Regions from separate parts of the Sus scrofa genome. Here region 1 is linked to region 2. A link is a contact called in public HiChIP or PLAC-seq data. All regions are on one chromosome and are shown on one strand. Each heading gives the region's core, a stretch centred on a gene start, on an enhancer-like site or on the middle of the called end of the contact. The rest is flanking DNA. Distances are from core to core; before and after follow the strand shown. Region 1 overlaps LRRFIP2 (leucine-rich repeat flightless-interacting protein 2). Region 2 overlaps LRRFIP2 (leucine-rich repeat flightless-interacting protein 2).

Region 1 (3,385 bases), core at 424-2,923, 80 kb after region 2:
GCTGTCATCCCTTATTGACCTATTCCCAGTTTGATTGCAAAATAGGTTTATAATGATTTAAAAATTTGCCCAGCTATTTAGCAATCAGTAACTAAGCAGTTAGGCCACTTTTAAATTCTGTAAACCAAGAGGAAAGTTAATTGTTATAATTTAACTTCTTGAATTAATGGGAATACTGGTAGAAAACATTAAATATGTTCCATTGTACAGAGAAAGGCTTTTTTCAAATAGCGCAGCTGTCAGATACCTGCATAGAGTGCTTAAATTGGGTGGGTTTTGAAGTCCAGGGTATTTTATTCCAGAGTAACAGTTTGTCAGCACTAGCCAGATGTGAGTTCCTGCCTCTGCACTGCTGTCCTGAGCCCTGTCAGTTGAGATCTAGGCAATGGCAGGGAGTGTACAAATGGCTTTTTCTGAGCCTTCTTGTGTGTTAACACTCCGCGAGCAGTGCTTTCTGATAAGCACTCCTTTCAGCCTGTGCCCTGTTATTATCCCTTCTGTTTTTGTGAGGAAACTGAGGCCTAGGTAAGTTAATAGGTGTCAGGACTCGGAAGCCTGATTCCAAAACCCATGTTCTGCTGTCTTCCATAGGTGGGCTGTGTTTGTTTGGTCATTATTTTTGTTTTTCACATTTTAAAGGTTGTATCAGAAAATCAGATCACCCTGAGTTGCATTTAATTAAATTAACAAAAACAGATCCTTGAGAATTGGAAGGGGGGTTAGCTGTTTTTAATTATGTGGTATTTTAGGAATATTTTACCGTACTACTTAGAGAACAATTACTACAGCTAACATTTAATTAAAATACTTTGTGTATATATATCTATGTATACTGGTTTTCTTCTAGGGCCAATTTTTATTTTTTTAAAAAACAAGTAATATTCTTGAATAAACTAGTTTAACATGAAATGTGGGGTTTTTTGGTCTACCAAATAAAGCATGCTTAGGAGGTTAGTAAGGAAGATTTTTATTTTAATATTACTGCTGTCTTCATCTTCTTTTTCTTTTTCTTTTTTTTTTCTTTCATTGACTGGAAAAGAAAGATTTGTTTTCTTGCCTGATATGATAAGCATGTTTTGCCAAATTTATGCACGATTAACCAGTTTCTATTAAAACTCTCTTCTGGAGTTAGATATCCATATAACTTCGTATTTCCTCCCATATCTAACCGCTTGCTTCCAAGCTTTTAACTCTTCGTCTTTTATGCCCTTATCTTTTTACATTTAAATCAGGTACTTCTCTGCTCCCTTTCACTTGCTCTTTTTCTGTCATTCTTTCTCTTGCTACCCTGTCTAAACCAGGCCCTAGAGAAACAGAAAGAATACATTGGCTGCCTCAGGAATGAGCGGGATACGCTCAGAGAGGAGCTGGCCGGCCTGAAGGAGGCAGCGAAGACGGGAGAGGTACGTTCGCCTCACCCGAGGCCAGGCCCTCACTGCTTTGTTCTTCCTTCCTCCCTCCCATCCTGTCAGCTTTCTAGCCTGAGTACCAACCACAGTGCTCATTCTCCAGCCCAAATGTGGTGGGTGTAAGTCCTCTCTCTATAAGGGCTAGATTCCCTGTAGCTAGTCCTGACCAGGTTCTGCCTGTGGCAAGCACATGCCATGCGTGACAGGGTCACCTCGCTGCTGCATGCTGCTTCCCTGTGGGCCGTCTTATGTGATGATGGTTTGTTCTTCCCCACAGAAACATGGCTTAGTCATCATCCCCGATGGCACACCCAATGGCGATGTCCACCACGAGCCAGTGGTCGGAGCTATCACTGTCGTGTCTCAGGAAGCCGCTCAGGTCCTAGAGTCAGCAGGAGAAGGGCCACTAGGTGAGATCCCAGCTGCTGCGCAGACTTGAAGTAATGTCATCCTCTTGGATTTGCAGCCTGTTCACACCCTTTCTTGGAAAACAAAAACAAACCTGGACTGTCTGAGCCTTATCTCCATCCCAAACAGGAAGAAATGTGGACAGACTGTCTTCAGATGTCTTTGGCCTTGGGAAACCAACATCTGGTTCATTGTCAGCCAGTCAATGTAACTATAAGGTCCCTGGTTGGAAGCACTGGGTGTATATAACATACTGCTTTCTCTTTTTCTTTCTTTTTTTTTTTTTTTGGTCTTTTGTGTCCATTTAGGGCTGCACCCGCAGCATATGACGGTTCCCAGGGAAGGGGTCCAATCGGAGCTGTAGCTGCCAGCCTACGCCACAGCCACAGCAACATGGGATCCAAGCCACATCTGCGACCTACACCACAGCTCACGGCAACCCTGGATCCTTAACCCACTGAGTGAGGCCAGGGATCAAACCTGCAACCTCATGGTTCCTAGTCGGATTCATTTCCACTGCACCATGGTGGGAATTCCTGCTTTTTCACTTATATACAACCTTCTGCAAAGAGAGAATCCAGCACATCCACCCAAGAGAACCAGTGGGCTGATAGGTGACTTCTGGAGTATGTTTTAAGTTTGTTCTTCCTGGAGCATCTGGTTTTCTGTTCTACTTATCCCAGGATTCTGTAGCTCTTTTCCACTGCATTTCTTAAGGCCAGAAACAGATGACTAAGGAGAGCTCAGAGGAGTTTTATTCCATAGCAGGTCTTCTGAGCCTCTTAAGGTCTAAGCCTCTTACATTTAACCCTTTGAGAACTATTGACAGCTCTTTCAGGAAATCACCCAGATGCCCATCCTCGCCTCCAATAAGAATCCTGTTCTAGAGAAGAATGGTACAGGTAGATAGTGTATAATCAGCTCACTTTTATATTAAAAAGAACAATCTTTTTTTCCTTCTTCAAGTCTTTTTTCATATACTTGTAGGTTTCCTAGAGGAATGGATGTACCATGAGTGGGGTTGGGGGACAACCAAAACACTTAACTAATTAAAGGCATGTTCTCTAACGTATGGAATTCTAGAAGTGTAACCATGGAGCATGTTGATAGATCAGAGGATGCTGGCGAGGCGAGCGGGAGTGGCTGTGGCAAAAGAACTGAGTGCACGGCCATGGGAGGAGCTTGTGGGGAACGCTGGCTTGTGGGTGTCAGGTTCTTTTTAAAACCTCCTCTGTAGGTGTCCCCTCAGTCCAGGTGGCCAATTTTACTGCATGTTGGGAAGAAGCAGCCCTCTCCCAAGCCAGGAGCACTCCTGGTGCTCAGCTTAGCTCTGGATGGCCCAGGTCTTAGCGTTGGTCCCCTTCCCTCCCCCATGCCAGCTTTCATGGGCCTGTGCTTTTTCCATCATTATGTTCTCTGTTTGCTTTGCTCAGGCATCCCTTCTCAGTCCCATTCTTAGCCTCCGTCTTTTCTCCCATATTTTATTTTCTCTGCTAAGGGCTTAAGCCTGTGGTAGTACCCTGGGCTTCAAGTTGAGTTGTCTGCTGACTGGTAAAACTTGCAAATTT
Region 2 (3,389 bases), core at 200-2,699:
CTTTTAAAATTTATAATTAATCTTCATTATTGAAACTTAAAGTAATTAGAATGTTGAAGGTATGATAACTGTATTATTAAAATGCTCATTAGGCTCTGCAGTAATGTATCCCAGGAAGCACTGTATAACTGTTGACAGAAACAGTCCTTATTTGGTATATTCTCAGATTCAGTGTCTTAGCTGTTTTTGAGATACTGCAGTGGAATTTTTATGTTTAATTTTTAGCTAGTAATAGAGTTTCTGAAGCCTCTTGTTTTGCTTTGTTTACAACTCAACAAAAAGGAAAGGGGTGCCACCTATTGAATCTCTGCCAGCATTTCCTCTTGCATACTGGAAATGTAAGATAACTCCCAAATGTGATTTCTTAGTGAGGAGTCCACTGTATTTGAGAGTCTTTCTGTAGCTGAAGACCTGACCATGTACTAACATGGTGCTAGAATTGCTCAGAACATTTTAAAATTGTATTCTTTAGGTGAGAATATTCCCTCATCACTTCCTCTTTGTTATTCTTAGTAAACAACTCATTTAGGACTATTGCTATTTCCTCTTGACATATTACACAGTCTTTTTTTTTGGATCTAGCTCATTGTTACGTTTTTCCTTTTATAAACTACTCAGCTTTTGAATTAGAAGTCAAATTTTGTAGGAGGATATTTGTGGCAGAAAAGAGTTACCTAAAAACTAATGACAAAATTGGGATAACACTTCAACAAAATTGCTTTAAAAAAATCAGTGAGGTATTTTTAGATAAAAAGGTAAAAAATACTTAAGAATGAAGTAGTGGAGAACACTTTACAGTGATCTTAAGTATTTACCAAAATGAAGTATTTTAGAAGCCACATAGTTTTAGTTGAAAATTGAAACAACTCAAAATGTTTATTTTCAAAACTGGAGGGATTTACCCAGAATTCTGTACGGGGAGAAAACACCAGTATGTTTTTGGCTCTTTTTGTACTGTCACTAGGTATTTTAACTCTTTTTGGATATAATGCTTCATTTACAAAATTGAGTAGCATTCTAGTGTCCAACACTTGAGTGCTTACTATATGACAAATATTGTTCTAAGCATTTAAAATGAATTCATTTAATCTCCACAAAATTATTTTTTTGTTTTTTTGCTTTTTAGGGCCGCACCCTCGGCATGTGGAGGTTCCCAGGCTAGGGGTCCAATCAGAGCTACAGCTGCCAGCCTACACCACAGCCACAGCAACGCCAGATCCAAGCCACATCTGTGGCCTACACCACAGTTCATGGCAACACCGGATCCTTAACTCATGAAGGAGGCCAGGGATCTAACCTAAAACCTCATGGTTCCTAGTCAGATTCATTTCTGCTGCACCACGACAGGAACTCCTAATCTTCGCAAAATTCTGAAATTGGTTCTATTACTGTGTTCATTTTACAGATGAAGAAATCATTGCACAGAAAAGATAAGTAACTTCCCTAAGGTCACACAGCTACGAAATAGCAGAGCTTGGATTCAAACACTTGAATTCTGACTCCAGAGTCTCACTGTGCCGTGCTATTTTCTAGTCTTCTCTATCTCCTCCATTAATAGTTTATTTTTCTGTAACTTTTCATGATTTTAAAAGCACTTTCACATCTTGAGTCTCACAACAACCTTATGAGTTAGGTAGGATAGGTATTTTTATTAGCCTTATTTACAGATGAGGAAACAGATGAAGCTGAGAGATTAGTATCTGAAAGGTATCAAAACTGGGACTCAGATACAGCTATTTAAAGCCATCATTTATTTTTCCATATCATTCCACTTCCAGAAAAGCTGGGCTTTGGTGAGTTGAGGTGTGGCTTTGAATACTGGCTCTAATATTTGCTGGTTGAGTAGTTTTGTTAAGTAACTACTCTGGATGTCAATTTCCAGATCTATAAAATGAGAATAATACAGGCCTCCTATACTAAGGACTGTTGTGATATCTAAAGGAAATTATGCATGTAAATTTTATCATAGTGTTAGGCTTGCAATAGGCTATCTTGTTGTTTATTAATAACTTGAAATAGAAACTGAGGATAGGAGTACCCGCGGGGCTTAAGTACGGTCATTGTTTTGCAACCATCATCACTGTCCATCTCCAGAAATATTTTTATCTTGTAAAAATTGTTTGCATCTTTAAAAGATATTTGAAGATTGCTCTGTGAAGGCAGGAATGTGGCTGGATCTAGAAGTGCCACCGTATTTGTAATAGGCATGTTGCTGCTTTGCTGGGGGAGGGTGTCTGTCATATCTCTCTGAAGAGCTCATAAGAGTAGGTATTGGAGAACATCACCAGCAGATTCTCTATGGCATCAGAAAGCCAGTCTGGCTGCATACCCTGCTTGCTTGTTGGCTTTGACTGTTCCACCGGTTTGGGGAAAATGCAATTGGAGGGTTGACTGGGGGTGAAAATTACCTAGTAGCACAGAGTAAGTCAAACTGGGGACCCTTAGGCAGCTAGCCTCTCAAAAGGAGGAAGTGAGGGAAGATGAAGGCCCCTTATGCTGCCTTGTCTCAGTCAGATTGGTGAATGTTAAGGTGAGTGTTTCAATGAGAAGTAGAAGCCTCTTGAAGGGTCTACAAGCAGTCTTATTAAGGCATCACTGAAGCCTAGAATATTACTCCTTTGTTGCAGAGCTGAAATTATGAGGAAAATATGTTTTCTGCACACCTCTTCAAATGAAAGTCATAAGAACATTTATGTTTGAACTTGATGATCTGAGAGTCCTTCTAATTCTAAAATTCTGTAATTTCTTTTGAAATTCAAAACTCAAAGAAAATTTATGCTCATAGTGCATAATTCTCTTGAATCTAAAGAATCAGTACAGGCATAGAAACTGCTCATCTTATTTATAGGAGTTGAAGTCTAGCAAATGGGATGTTTGGGGACTTTTATGTTGAGCAGAAGTTACATGTCTACATATTTGGTTGTCAAACTTACTTGTAAAAATAAGGAAGATAGGAAGCTCTTTGTCTATTTAACATTTATAGCTGCTAGAACTGCTGAATTTTATTTTATTTATTTATTTATTTATTTATTTTGTCTTTTTGCCTTTTCTAGGGCCGCTCCCTCGGCATATGGAAGTTCCCAGGCTAGGGGTCTAATCAGAGCTATAGCCACCAGCAGTGAGGGATCCAAGCTGTGTCTGCAACCTACACCACAGCTCATGGCAATTCCGGATCCTTAACCCACTGAGCAAGGCCAGAGATCGAACCCTCAACCTCATGGTTCCTAGTCGGATTCGTTAACCACTTCACCACGATGGGAACTCCTGAATTTTATTTTTAAAATAGCTTTATTGAGATATAATTCATATAACATATAATTCACTCATTTGAAGCAAACCATTCAGTACTTTTACATGATTAAAGTTGTGGTTAAAAAAATAGAGAGAGA

The links. HiChIP or PLAC-seq counts read pairs in DNA pulled down with a chosen protein or histone mark.
Region 1: an H3K27ac HiChIP or PLAC-seq map of alveolar macrophages shows a contact between it and region 2. The contact joins two enhancer-like sites. A contact is called at or near these places in 2 of 2 datasets of contacts at active chromatin or transcription factors (alveolar macrophages and skeletal muscle).

The regions. Positions count from the first base shown.
Region 1 is chr13:21,777,493-21,780,877 of Sscrofa11.1, forward strand. LRRFIP2 (leucine-rich repeat flightless-interacting protein 2) reads left to right here. Exons shown (of 29, transcript XM_021071626.1): 23 at 1,302-1,403; 24 at 1,687-1,819. Among named protein-coding and RNA genes, the nearest start is that of MLH1, 99 kb to the right of the region's middle. Within about 2 kb of position 1,674, at least 3 of the 83 cell types and tissues checked have an H3K27ac peak or open chromatin away from gene starts, as enhancers often do. A contact at or near this core is called in alveolar macrophages, where this site is marked.
Region 2 is chr13:21,697,937-21,701,325 of Sscrofa11.1, forward strand. All of the region lies in intron 2 of LRRFIP2 (leucine-rich repeat flightless-interacting protein 2), which reads left to right. Among named protein-coding and RNA genes, the nearest start is that of LRRFIP2, 33 kb to the left of the region's middle. Within about 2 kb of position 1,450, at least 6 of the 83 cell types and tissues checked have an H3K27ac peak or open chromatin away from gene starts, as enhancers often do. A contact at or near this core is called in alveolar macrophages, where this site is marked.